Regions from separate parts of the Sus scrofa genome. Here region 2 is linked to region 1. Evidence: chromatin contacts called from public promoter capture Hi-C data. All regions are on one chromosome and are shown on one strand. Each heading gives the region's core, a stretch centred on a gene start, on an enhancer-like site or on the middle of the called end of the contact. The rest is flanking DNA. Distances are from core to core; before and after follow the strand shown.

The links. Promoter capture Hi-C pulls out the DNA fragments that hold promoters and counts their contacts.
Region 2: a promoter capture Hi-C map of fetal liver shows a contact between it and region 1, with 3 times the contacts expected there. The contact joins the promoter of EIF3M here to the promoter of CSTF3 in region 1. A contact is called at or near these places in 2 of 5 promoter capture datasets (fetal liver and liver) and 1 of 47 Hi-C or Micro-C datasets (alveolar macrophages).

The regions. Positions count from the first base shown.
Region 1 is chr2:27,767,205-27,774,141 of Sscrofa11.1, reverse strand. It overlaps CSTF3 (cleavage stimulation factor, 3' pre-RNA, subunit 3, 77kDa), which reads right to left and starts at 4,685. Exons shown (of 22, transcript NM_001267844.1): 1 at 4,500-4,685. The coding sequence starts at 4,526.
Region 2 is chr2:28,278,917-28,285,953 of Sscrofa11.1, reverse strand. It overlaps EIF3M (eukaryotic translation initiation factor 3 subunit M), which reads left to right and starts at 3,142. Exons shown (of 11, transcript XM_005661051.3): 1 at 3,142-3,298; 2 at 5,925-6,057. The coding sequence starts at 3,257.

The sequences.
Region 1 (6,937 bases), core at 3,436-5,935:
GGATCATTCCTTTTATATTTGAGGCCTTCCTAATTCAGGATGGGCTATTAATTGTTGAAAACTGAAATCTTCTTTCTAAAAGACAGCAGTGTAAAAACAGAATTTTAGGGATTTAACAGTTCATGGGAATTGACTCAGCCAAATACATTTCTCTCCCTTCCTCTTACCAACAGAACTTTAGAGATCATCCACTCCTATGCCCAAAGTATTTTACTTTGTGTTAATCATTTAAGTACCTGCCGTCCTAAGAGATACAATTCTTAAAAATTTTTAACATAAAGCATATAGCCTGCATGCAAAAATTCATCCATCCATTTACTGAACACATTTAAAACAGTGTTTCTAGGTTTTGTTTTTGTCACACCTCAGGCATGTGGAAGTTCCCAGGCATCCAACCAGTGCCACAGAGGCAACCCAGGCTGCTGCAATGATGCTGGATCCTTAATCCGCTACCCCACAAGGGAACTCCTGTTTTTCAGTTTTTTAAGGTAGCCCATTCAACTTAAAACCCCGGGAAGGAACTAAACAATAGTCTATTAAATGCTGTAGGGGTGGTGCACAAGGTAAAATGGATCAGAAGAATGTGATCAAAAGTTGAATCAAGCAGTAAAAAATGTACATGATAAAAATATAGCCATGATTACACAAAGGAACCAGATGTGCTTTCATTATAGAGGAAAACCTATATGCAAATAGTTTTGTCACCATTAAACTGGCAAAAACAGTAAACGTCAAGTTCCAGAAGAATACCCACCAACACTGCAAGATAATTTAAACAGCGCTCTCAAAGTAAAACAAGAACTTTCTGACAAGAGTTTAAATAAATAAATAAATCTTAACTGTGATTTTGCTTGCCTACAATCATTTCCCTCTTCCGCAAAGCACAAATCTAGCGATTCAGTACCAAGAAAGACCACCTATATTTTTGAATGACAAATTTAAGATATTATCAGGTTTACCGAACCAAATTTTTTTGAGTTTCAAATGTATACAGCTAAAAGAAATCTACTCTTATCTTGCAGGATTCTTTGTCTGTCTCATCCCTTGGCATCTTTCCAAAGCAAATCCATGATTCAGAGTAGTTCTGATTTTTTTTATTATTCTTCAGTTTTGTTTAATTTTTTGTCCCTCGTCCATCAGCACTCACTTTTCTTCTAAAGTTTCACTAACTGTTGCCTTATACATCGAGCAAGCTACTTGATTTATCTTTTTTTAAATCACATTACTCTTTTTTTAGGCCACACCCATGGCCTATGAAGTTCACAAGCTAGGGGTTGAATCAGAGCTGCAGCTGCAGGCTACAGCAACAGCAAAACTGCATCTAAGCCTCCTCTGTGACCAATGCCTGCAGCTTGCAGCAACTCAAGGCCACAACTCAAGGCCTTAACCTACTGAGCAAGGCCAGGGATGGAACCTGCATCCTTAGAGAGACAGTGCTGGATTCTTAACAGCTGAGGCACAATGGGAATTCCTTAATCATGTTACTCTTCAAGGTTTAAGTTATTTAATTACCATTTCAAGTAAAGATGAATAATATAGTATCTGAGATTTACTTCAAAGTAATGGGGTGGGAAGAGTAAGTAAAAGTACAGAAAAAAGGAGAAAACAATTTAGCTGTGAGTTGAAACTCTAACACAGGAACATCACATCTTACATTATTTTCTCTTTCGGCCGCATCTACGCTGCTGGATACTTAACACACTGGGCCACATAGGAACCCCTATACTATTCTTTTTTCTTGCATGTTTGAAATGTATCTTTCACAAGTTTAAAAGTTTATATGAAGATGACTATTTTGTTGGTATTGTCTTTTAGACAGATGGAAAAAATAAAGGAGGCATCATAAAGGCCAGGACAAGTTAAGAGTCGATAAGGAGAGGGAGACAGACAGACACCTCATGAATTCAGATACTCAAATCTTTAAAGAGAACAGGAGAAAAAAAAAAAAAAAGGAATTTCTTCTTTGCAGAAAAATGAGCCATTAAGTAGAGACATAATAGATTTTTTTTTAAAACCACCACTTGCCACCTCCAAGGAAATAACTGACTTTTTCAAGGACTATCATTTGATGATAATAACTAGATAAACGTTTACTGAGGAACACAGTTATCAATCCAGATTACTAACTGCAAAGGAGAAAAATAATCCTTTACAAAGAAGAGATACAGCAGTCACTACCCTAACCAAGTGACCAAATTTAACCACTACAAAAAGTCGAACAACCTAGCATTAAGTGCCTCTTAATGTGAGGTACAGTCTTTAACCCAAAAATATTTAACCTGAATACTAACAAAGCTCTGAGTTTAGTCATAACCATAATTTTCAGGAAATACATAAGATGAGGGGACACATTAAATGACACCACACACATACTCAAATCAAAAAAACTCAAAAAATGAGTTCTCTACAAGAAAACTGTTCTGGATTCTTCAAATAAATATCTTTGGGGAGGAGTTCCCGTCGTGGTGCAGTGGTTAACAAATCCGACTAGGAACCATGAGGTTTTGGGTTCAGTCCCTGACCTTGCTCAGTGGGTAAAGGATCCGGCATTGCCGTGAGCTGTGGTGCAGGTTGCAGACTCGGCTTGGATCTGGCGTTGCTGAGGCTCTGGTGTAGGCTGGGGGGTACAGCTCTGATTCGACCCCTAGCCTGGGAACCTCCATATGCCGCTGGAAAAGGCAAAAAAACGAACAAAAAAAATATATCTTCGGGGACAAAAAAACGAAGGGACTATTCAAGAAACATAACCAAATGAGACAATGTAAACCTAGATTAGAGTCTAATTTAAAAAACAAAAACAAAAACCTATGAATCACATTCTTAGGACCAACTGGGGAAATCTGAATACCACTGAAGTTTAGAAATGATACAGTATTGCTATTTAATCTTCTTAGGTGGGAAATCATATAATGGTTACATAACAGCATTAATACCCTTATACTATATAAGAAAATACTGAAATGGGGGGCTGAATATATGTTGACTTAGTTTCAAATAAATAAGTACAAGGAGATAAAGCAAATGGCAAAACGTTCAACAATTGTCACTCCTAGGTGAAAAACTGCACTGTAGGTATTCACTGTACTTTTCCTTATGTCCTAAACCTTGCACAAGAAAACTTACAGGTGAAATTTTTCTCTGTAAATTTTTACTACTTTCTCTCCCATTTAAAACACCACAGTTCTGAAATGAAAAGTCATGGCAATATTTCACAGAGTTTACAATTTTAGATAAATTTAAGAATTAACAATGAATTCCGGGTAACTTACAATGAAATCCTCAGTATTACCCCTCGACTTTCACATGACAAAACATGAACCCAGAAAAAGGGTTAGTATACATAAAAAGATTTGACGTAATTTTTAAGACCTTGTGTTCTTGGGAATTCTAACAGCATGTAAAATGTAAACACTGTGAAATTTTCAGGACTGAAATTAGTCAACGAGCAAACACAAAAATTCAGTTTAGCCATACTTTCCCAATATAATAAAATTTAGTTATCCAGAATGTTGAATAGAAATGCTCCAATTCTGTCGCTATCTTGTCAACCTCCAAAAACAGCCCCCACATCATAAGCTGGCCTCTTGAAAACCGAAAACTTAAGTGTATTTTGTTGCTATGGCAATGCGAAATTTCAGGAAATTGAGACTCTGCATGCTAGCTAGCCTCCCTCCATTTTAAAACTATTTACCTAAACATACCAGACTTAAATCGAAAATAAACTGACATCTTCCATAAAGTATGTCTCCTCTTTCAAAATAAAAAGGCAATTCTCTCCTACAAAACTAAAGAGCAAAAGAAGAAAAATCATTTAACTAAAAACCTGAATCTTAAAATACTTAAAAGTCACAGTACTAAAACAGATGGCCAAAACAGACTTCTCGTTTCCGATTTATCAAATTCTACAACTACTTTTGCGGTTTGAAAATCCAAAATGAAATGTTGATAGAACAGAGAAAAGGGAGCAGGAGAAAGCCACAAAATTCCCAAATCTCAACACAGCCATGCTCTCTACTCCTAAACTACTTCCTTCTTCATTCGCTCTGCCAAGAATCTTATTTCCCTAGAGTTTCAACTCAAATTATTTCTCAAAATAGCGATTTACTTCTGGATATACCACAAAGGCGGTGAAGGAGACACTGTCAAGTTTTTCGAGAACAGCAAGAACACGTTAAAATAATCAATCCCTAATCCCTTAACACCAAATGGTATTAAAAGAAGAAATCTCACTGGGGTAGTCCCAGGACCAAAACGGGACGAAGCAGCTGCCCGGCTATTGTGTGAATCAAATATTTGTTCATATTAACGCCCAAGACAGAGAAGCCAAAAGAGTTTTAAATCTCAGCTCTTTCCCCATTCCCACCGTTCTTCGGTACCCGGTCCTGCGGGTTCATTAAACCCCTAATTCCTTCCTCAAGCGAACATGGCTGGAGTACTCGGACGAACACAGACGTGGAGAGAAAAGGTCGCCACGAGGCCCCACCACTCTCCTTCCTCACCTGCTCCGTGGCTCCGTCTCCTGACATGGCCTCAGTCGATTAGAACGTGCGAACTGGCCCGCGATGCCAAGCTAGAAAAGAAAAATTAAACAAAAAACCTCCCCCAAGCCAGAAAAGTTGCCCCCTGCCCTGCGGAGCCAGACCGCCAACACGAATCGCCACCGCCCACTCAGATATGAATTAAAATGGCTGCGTCCCTGCCGGCCGAAGAAGGAGGTGTGGCTTCCCGCATTAACTTCCGGGGCAGTGGGCGGAGTTAAGAGCGAAACTCCCTGGTTACTCAATCGCGCAGAAGCAGGAAGATGCCAGGGGCGGGCCCAATGCGTGTACTGACGTCAAGGCCCGGGGTTGGAGAGGCTGTTGCTGAGCTGGCTGCAACCGGCTAGGAGGCGGGAAACTGTTTCTCCGGGAAGTTCGCGCGCCTTTTGGAATTTAATTATCATGCTGAGGAGCTGGACTCTCCTCTCTTGAAGATTGCCAATCAATTCAATTCAAGCAAACTGGCCATTTTAGGGAGCAAAGCTAAGTGTTAAATGGCTCCTATGTTTTGGAAATAGGAATCCATGAAGTTTTCTATGGTCTCAGCTAATGCTTTTCACACTTTGGGGGTATGAGAGTGACTGATCGAGAGCATTAATATTTATACCGTCACTGGTTACTGTTGTGTCTAAGGCTTGTTATGTCCGTAAGGCATGGGTTTTAAGCTCCGCATCCCATCATAGTTCTGGAGCCAGACTGCATTCTTTTGAATCCTGGCTTATCTCTCTCTAGTGGGTAACCTTGGGCAGTTTAACATCTCTGTGCCTCAGATTCTTTGCCTATAAATAGAAATAACAATAGTACCTGCAGTTTAAATAAGTTATACATGGAAAAGTACTTGGCACAGTACCTGACATAGTCAAAAACAAGTGCAACTAAGTCTCAAAACTCTTTTCCAATCAAGGATCATCACAAGACTTCTTCCACCCTCTGTCTACAGTGGCCTATGGCCCAAAGTAAACAAACCTTTCCCTTACACTCTTTACTCTTTTCAGTGTCCCATGCCTCTGCTCCTATTTCCACCTCTGCCCTTTTCACAGCCTAAATTCTTATCCTTCCAAGTAATCAGACACATGAGCAGAAGATGTATAGTGGAGATGTTTTTTACACCATCCAACAATAGAAGACTAGATAAACATGACAATTCCATCCTTGACCGCATGCTCTGTAGTTCCCTTGTCCTATGTTCCAAGACTCCTAGTGGATGCCTGAAACGGAATAGTATCAAACCTTATATATACTGTTTTTTCCTGTACATACATACCCATGATAAAGTGCAATTTATAAATTCTGAACACTAAGAGATTAACAATAATTAAAAAGCGATTGTAGGGAATTCCTGTCCGTGGCTTATTGGTAATGATCTCCACTAGTATCCATAAGGACGCGGGTTTGATCCCTGACCTCACTTAGAGGATGGGAGATCCGGCGTTGCTGTGAGCTGTGGTATGTCACAGACATGGCTCAGATCCTGAGTTGCTGTGCCTGTGGCATAGGCCGGCAAATGTAGCTCTGATTCAGCCTCTAGCCTGGGAACCTCCATGTGCCTTGGGTGCGGCCCTACAACGAAAAAAAAAAAAAAAAAAAAAAATTGCTATAAAAGTTATGTGAATGTAGAGTTCCCGTCGTGGGGCAGCTGAAACAAATCCGACTAGGAACCATGAAGTTGCGGGTTTGATCCCTGTCCTCAGTGGGTTAACGATCCTGCGTTGCTGTGGCTGTGGTATAGGCCGGCAGCTGTAGCTCTGATTAGACCCCTAGCCTGGGAGTCTCCATATGCTGCGTGGGAGTGGCCCTTAAAAAAAAAAAGAGGAAAAGTTATGTGAATGTGTATGCTCTTTTTCTCTCTCTCAAAATATCTCATAGGGAGTTCCCATCATGGCGCAGTGGTTAACGAATCCGACTAGGAACCATGAGGTTTGGGGTTCAATCCCTGGCCTTGCTCGGTTGGTTAAGTGTTAAGTGCCGTGAGCTGTGGTGTAGGTTGCAGACGCATCTCGGATCCCGTGTTGCTGTGGCCCTGGCGTAGGCCGGCGGCTACAGCTCTGATTCGACCCCTAGCCTGGGAACCTCCATATGCCGTGGGAATGGCCCAAGAAATGGCCAAAAAAGACCCCCAAAAAAATATATATATATCTCATTGTACAAGTTGAGTGTCTTTTCCACCTTAACTAAGCGCTTATCACACACTGGCCATAACCTTTGCAGTTTGAGGTCATGACAGCAAAACTAGCATGAATTTATTTTATTTTATTTTGCTTTTGCTTTTTGCTTTTTTAGGGCCAGACCCCTGTTGGAAGTTCCCAGGCTAGGGGTCTTATTGGATCTACAGCTGCCAGCCTACGCCACGGCCATGGCAACTCACAGGATCCAAGTCACGTCTTTGACCTACAGCAGAG
Region 2 (7,037 bases), core at 1,893-4,392, 510 kb before region 1:
CTTGAGTTATAACAGATAAAATTTTAAGATATTTAAAGTGTACAAGGTGATGGTTTGACAAACGTATACATTGTGAAAGCAGTCCCTTCATCAAGTTGATTAACACATTCATCATCTCACATATTTGTTTTTTTCTTGGTGAGAACATTTAGGTACTATTCTCTCAGCAAATCTCAAAAACTGCAATGAATATTGATGCACAAGTCACTGTATGGACATACATTTTCCTTTCTCTTAGGTAAACACCTAAGAGTAGAGTATCTGAGTCATATGATAGGTGAATATTAGACTTTAAGAAACTCCTGAGAATTCTCTTATGGTGCAGCAGGTTAAGGATCTGCATTGTCATTGCAATGGCTTAGGTCACTGCTGGGGTGCGGGTTCAATCCCTGGCCCAGGAATTTTTATATGCCGCAGGTGCAGCTCAAAAAAACAAACAACAACAAAAAACCTGCCACTCTTTCCAAGTGATTGTACCATTTTACATTCCCCACAACAGTATGTGAGAGTTCCAGTTCCTACACAGAGCCATCAACATAGGACAGTCAGTCTCTTAATTTTAGGTATTTTTGTAAGTATATAGGGGCATCTCATTTAGTTTTAATTCTCATTTCCCTAATAACTGATGATTTGGTATCTTGTGTTTACTAAGATATCTGTATATATTCTTGGATGCAATCTGTTTACATTTTTTGCTGAGTTTTTAATTGGTTAGCTGTTTTCTTTTTATTGAGTTTTGAAAGTGCTTCATATACTCTGGATACAAGTTTTTATCTGATGTGTAATTTGCCAGTGTTTTCTCCCAGTCTGTGGCTTGTCTTTTCATTCTCTTAATAGTGTCTTTCAGAGAGCAGAAGTTCTTAATTTTGATGAAGTCTAATTTACCGATTTCTTCTCATTCATGGATCATGCCTTCAGAGATGTATCTATAAAACCTTTGATCACAAACCCAAAGTCACAAAAATTTTCTTCTGTATTTTCTCCTAGAAGTGTAACAGTTTTAGATTTTACATTTAGGTCTAAGGTTCATTTTAAGTTCATTTTTCCATATGGTTAAACTATGAATTCAGTTTCATTTTTCTCACATATGGATGTACAATTGTTCCAGCACCATTTGTTTAAAAGTAAACTGCCATTGTATCTGAGTCAAAAAGCAATTGACTGTGTGTGAATCTATTTCTAAGCTCTCTACTCTCTTCCTTTGATCTAATTGTCTTATCTTGATGTCATATCACAAACTGGCAAACAATGTCTTGATTACCATTACCATTTCACATCCCTACAAGCAATTTATTAGTTTCAGTTGCTCCACATCCTGATTAGAACTTGGTATTTTTTTTAAATTAGCTTTTGTAGTAAGTGTGTAGTGGTATCTTAGGTTTTTAATTTGCATTAAAATTGGGTTGTTCTCTTTCTTACTGGTGAATCTCCCACTTTTTTTTTTTTTTTTTTTTTTTTTTTTTTTTTTGGCTGCACTCAGGACACTCAGGAGTTCCCAGGCCAGGGATTGAACCTGTGCCACAGCAGTGAGAAAGCCAATGCCAGATCCTTAACCTGCTGAACCACCAGGAAATGCCTCCCATCTTTTATTCTTATACTTAACTTCCCCTAATTTTCTAAACAATATCCATCTCAGGTGTATATCAAGGCCTCCTTGCTATTCTTCTGCACTTTCAAATAAGAGGTAGCTTGCAATTACTGTAAGTAGATAGTCTGCCCCAGGATGTTAGAAGGGATTGGCTTGATCTTGGGCCAAACCTTTGGAGTCACCTTGAGTTCCTCTTTCTCTCACATTCCTTATTTGATCTGGTAGTAAATCTTATCAGTTTTACTATCCAGAATTCAATTAATTTCTCACTACCATTCTACCATCTTCTCTTGCTCTTATCTTTGTAATAGTTTTCTAACTAGTTTCTCTACTTGGGCCCTTGCCCAACTTATGTTTTGTAACACATCTGTCAGAGTGATCCTTTACTAAAAAAGTTAATTTGACCTCCTCACTCCTCTGCTCAAAACCTTTTACAGGCATAGAAAAGTCAAAATTAAATCTCTTATTAGGGGAGTTGCTGTTGTGGCTCAGTGGAAACACTCAGTGGAAACAAATCTGATTAGCATCCATGAGGACGCAGGTTCAATCCCTGGCCTTGCTTAGTGGGTTAAGGATTCAGCATTGCTGTCACTGTGGATCAGCAGCTACAGTTTCGATTGACCTCTAGCTTGGGAACCTCCATATGTCTTGGGTGCAGCCCTAAAAAGACAAAATAAATAAATAAACTTTATTAGGGCCTATAAAATTTGATCTGGCCATGCCTATCTCATCTCCTTTTCCTTTCCTCTTCTCTTACTCAAATGCAGCCCACAGGCCTCCTTGCCACTTGCCTCAAATCCTTTCCTTGCTGTCTTTTGCAGGAAAAGCTTTTCTGCAGATTTCTTCATTGGTACTTTCCTCATTTCGGTCAGTTCTCAATATCATGAGCCACTTTCTTTGATCACTCTGTCTAAAAAGGCATGCACACACGCTCATACACCACCCTTGTTCTTTACTTTTATCTTAATTGTGCTTAACATGCTACATAACTATGTCATAACAGTTAATACATTCAGAGTTCCCCGTATTTTAATTGCTTTATACATTACTTGATCTTATTTTTTCAAGAGGAAGCCGAAACGCAGCGGTTAACCATCAAGTGGTGCAGCAGGGATTCTACTCCAAAGAATTCGAATCTGGGGGTCCCTACTGTAAAACAGGATGCCATTCAGGACTCCTTTTCTAATTACTGTGTTGTTTGCTGTCTGTGTTGTTTACCCCACTGGATCGTAAAAGGCAAGTCAAGGAGCTTTGAACATTGCTGTTATTCCCTGGCCAGAGAGTACTGCCTGCTAAAGGCTTAAAAGTGAGTCAAATTATAAGCTTAAAAAAAAATTGGCTTAAAACTTCAGGTGCGAGGTGAGTTCAGTGAGACAAGCGGATCAGTAACAGATAGGACAGGGGGGAACACAGTCACAGCAGCTAGAGGCGCCGAGACGCGGCGCAGGAGTGGCGGCTTAGGGCGCTTCCGCCCCGCCCCGCTCCGCCCCCAACCAGAGCGCGCGCTGGGATTGGCCTCGGTGGCTCCGCCCGACCCGGTTACCCCTGTCCCGCAAGACTCGCGCAAGGTGACCCGGAAGCAGTTGGAGGCGCCGCCGCGCAGCCCAGCTCTCTTTTCCGGTCGGCGTGGTTTGGGAGGTGCTCGTTTGCGGTGCCCCGGTCTTCACCATGAGCGTCCCGGCGTTCATCGACATCAGCGAGGAAGATCAGGTATGCCCCTGGGCCGCGGCTGACGCCAGGGCGGGGTCCAAGGGTGGTGTTCAGCGGTGTGAGGGGCCACGTCCTGAGCGAGCCAGGGCTGTGCCGGCGGGAAGCTGCCTTACGGAGCCAGCCGGGGAGCCGAGAGCTGCCGTTCAAGGCCTCCACACGCCAGACTGGGGAGGCCGCGAGGCAGGGGCGTGCGTTTCTGGCTTGGAGTTGCACTAAGCTTGCGGGCCGGCGGGCCCAGGAGTAAGCCGCAGCTCGACGGCCAACTTCCTAGTTCGTGTCGGAACTCTTAGAGCCTGGAGTTAACTTCTATCGACGCAGTACTTTTGACTCATTGCAAAGGGTATCTGCTTCCGTCCCCTAATTAATAGCCACACCCTGAGTGGGAGGTGGCGAATCTTTAGGTGGCGTTAGCAGTACAAGGAAAAATAACTTCGATTTGAAAATCAAAATGGTTATGTGATCGCAGAGGCACAGGTGACCCCTATTTTGTACGTAGACTGTTTCATATCCTTATTTGAAGGGCAGGAGTGAGAGTTCTGTAACCGGAAACCATAACGTCATACTTTGAGGCATGCACCTGGTGAACAGCGCTAATATTCAAAAATTTTCTTTTTGGGTTTTGCTCTTTGGCGTTTATGGTTAATGCTTCTCGTTTCTCTCCGTAGCAAAAGTTAAACTTGTAAAGATCTTCCCTAATTTTGCAGAACTGAAAACTATATTCTGTGAGGTCTTGAGTGTTGTGATTTTGTATTTTTTTTCTTACTCCGCTAACACGGAAATTTTGGTTCCTGTAGAATAAAACATTCCTAGTCTAATGGAACTTTTATAATTGCAGATGTGGGGTTTTTGTTTGTTTTCTCCTTTGGTAGAAACGCAGACCCACAGCCCTGAAGAGCACAATAAGGAGAAAGGAAAAAGAAAGAAAAACAAGAAAGGGAAGGAGTTGAGCACAATTAGAAAGGAAGATGTGGAAGACAAGGGGAAAAAAAAAATACCTGATTAGGAATGGAATCTGTTGTCAACAAATGGTTATTAGGTTACTGAAAAGTACTTATTTTTTTTGTTTGTTTTTAAACATAGGAAAGGGTTTTTAGATGCAGTAAGTTCTTGTCATTGATTATATTTTAAAGTGTCATTTCTACTGTTCTTGTTTCACATTGGCCATTCCTTTAGTATATACGTGACTGCTTCAGGAGTTTTAACTTTGGTCGGATTTTCTGATTACAGGTGTGAAGTGGAGTTGCAAATCCTTTCCTTTGCTTTTACCACTCCACAACCACCTGTAGACAGTAAGGGTGACAGATGAAAACAATAAACTATTGATTGCATAGTTGGCTTTGTGTGCACAAAGCAGAAACCAAACAAATGCCTTTCGGAGGAGACCATATTGTATTTTCTTCAGCATGCACTGCTATTTTTGTGCTCTCTGATATGGTGATATTTGTTTTATGAAATCTTGCTTATATTGCCAAATCATGTGAAGGTACTGTGTTATCTGAAAGGATGGCACCATCAGATCTATAGATTTAATCTGCTATGGTAGCTAAACATATTTGTGGGTTTAGAAAATGTGATGCCTCTGAATTTACTAATGATATCCCTACGTCTCCATTTCACTTCATTTTAAGTATTGTCTGCATTCATGTTTGGCTGCCAAAAGTCCTCAAAAGTTATTAAATGTTACATATGCATTAGAGTAGAAAATATCTAGATGCTTGGATGTGGTACTATGGTTATGTTTTTATAGGTCCTAAAGTGCTTTCTAATCCAAATAGGCTTTTAAAAGGTTAATTACGTTGTAGATGCAATTTGATAGAAATATTTTGTGCAAGGCAACATTCGAAGGCATCTTTTTGTGTCTTTCAAAATGCTTATCTCAGATTCTCAAACATTTAATTCACAAATGATTGCCCTCTTGCCATAGTAGTGTCTGTGGCTTGAAAAGAAGCTGTGTTATATACACCTGAGATCAATAAAACTTCATTTCTTTAAAACAAATTGTTTACCAACTCAGATCAGTCCCCCTCCCCCTGCGAAAAGCTTTGAATTAAATTAGAAAGATTTTTTACTATATACTGGAAGTCCAGCAGTATGTATAGGTGATATGAAAGGAATTCTGAAGGTGGTCAGTGTGGGTCATAGTGTGTCTGTGTGGTCACTTCTTTAGGAAAACCTGTGAGGCTGTGATGCTGGATAAGGTAGGGGAGATTAGCACGAAGTCATCATTTCGGTTTTTTTTTTTTTTTTTTTTTTTTTTTTTAAGTCTTTTTAGGGCCGAACCTGCGGCCTACGGAGGTTCCCAGACTAGGACTCGAATTGGAGCTGTAGCTGCTGGCCTACGCCACAGCCACATGGGATCTGAGCCTTGTCTGCGACTACACCACAGCTCATGGCAACGCTGAATCCTTAACCCACTGAGTGAGGCCAGGGATCGAACCTGAATCCTCGTAAATAGTAGTCAGATTTGTTTCCACTGAGCCACGACGGGAACTCCAAAGTCATCATTAAATGCAGTATTTACTTTGGTTTTTTTTTTTGTGTGTGTGTGTGTGTGTGTAGAAATGGGACAGAATGGTTTGAGATCTTGTATTTTGTGATTCATAATTCATTTTATTTGATTTAACAGGCTGCTGAACTTCGAGCTTATTTGAAATCTAAAGGAGCTGAAATTTCAGAAGAGAACTCAGAAGGTGGACTTCATGTAGATTTAGCTCAAATTATTGAAGCCTGTGATGTATGTCTGAAGGAAGATGATAAAGGTTTGTTTTTAATTTTTTTGTAATATTTCTTACTAATCATAAAGGACTACTTTTGAAACATTCTTGAGGATTGTATTTGTTTTGTTTCAGACCTAAGAAATTTTAAGTACTGTCGTTTTTAATCTTTACACATACTTTCAGTTTATTTCTAATCTGTTATACCTAGGAAGTAAGCCTATTTTAAGAAAACATCTTTTTTACATCTGTTTTTTGAGTGTTATTACACGCAGTAAATACTGGTAATTTCAGAATGAACTGAATAAAAAAATGATAGGCTAAGGTTTGAGTCAGAGCTGCAGCTGCCAGCCTACACCACAGCAACACCGGATTCTTAATCCACTGAGTAAGGCCAGGGATGGAACCTGCATCCTCATGGACACTGTGTCAGGTTCTTAACCCTCTGATCTACAACAGAAACGCGAAATCATTTTTGTTTTGTTTTGTTTTTTTTTAAATAAAGTTTAGAGTAATATCACATAGAATACAATTTCAGTTAATTTAGAAGCCATTTACTTATTTGGGTGATTCCTTACTTATTGAGATAAAATGGGAAATTTTGAAAATGAGGAGTCCTGAAATCTCTAGTTAAGGTTTGAGATTAAACTTAATTTATGATTAGTATCTTGCTAGTAAAAATTGAAACTGTATACTATACAGACATGTAAATCAGTCTTTTTGTTTACTGGTTGAAAACCAAATCTTAGGTAATAATTTCCTTCTTTAATAAAATAGATAAGTTGCTTCCTGAATGTTAACTATACAACGGAAGTGGTTTAGTTTGAATTCGTGTGTTCTGTGATTTTAGTGTAATGCATACCATTGAAGGAAAAGTGTCCTCTAGAATAGTTTTACAGTAGCCAGATGACATCTTTTTAAGTGTTTTATGTTTAGTGGTCTCTGGTACATTAAAACACTTGGAAGTACATGCATAATTAGTTACATTAAGTATTATAGTACAAAAGTATTAAGTGTCCTCCATA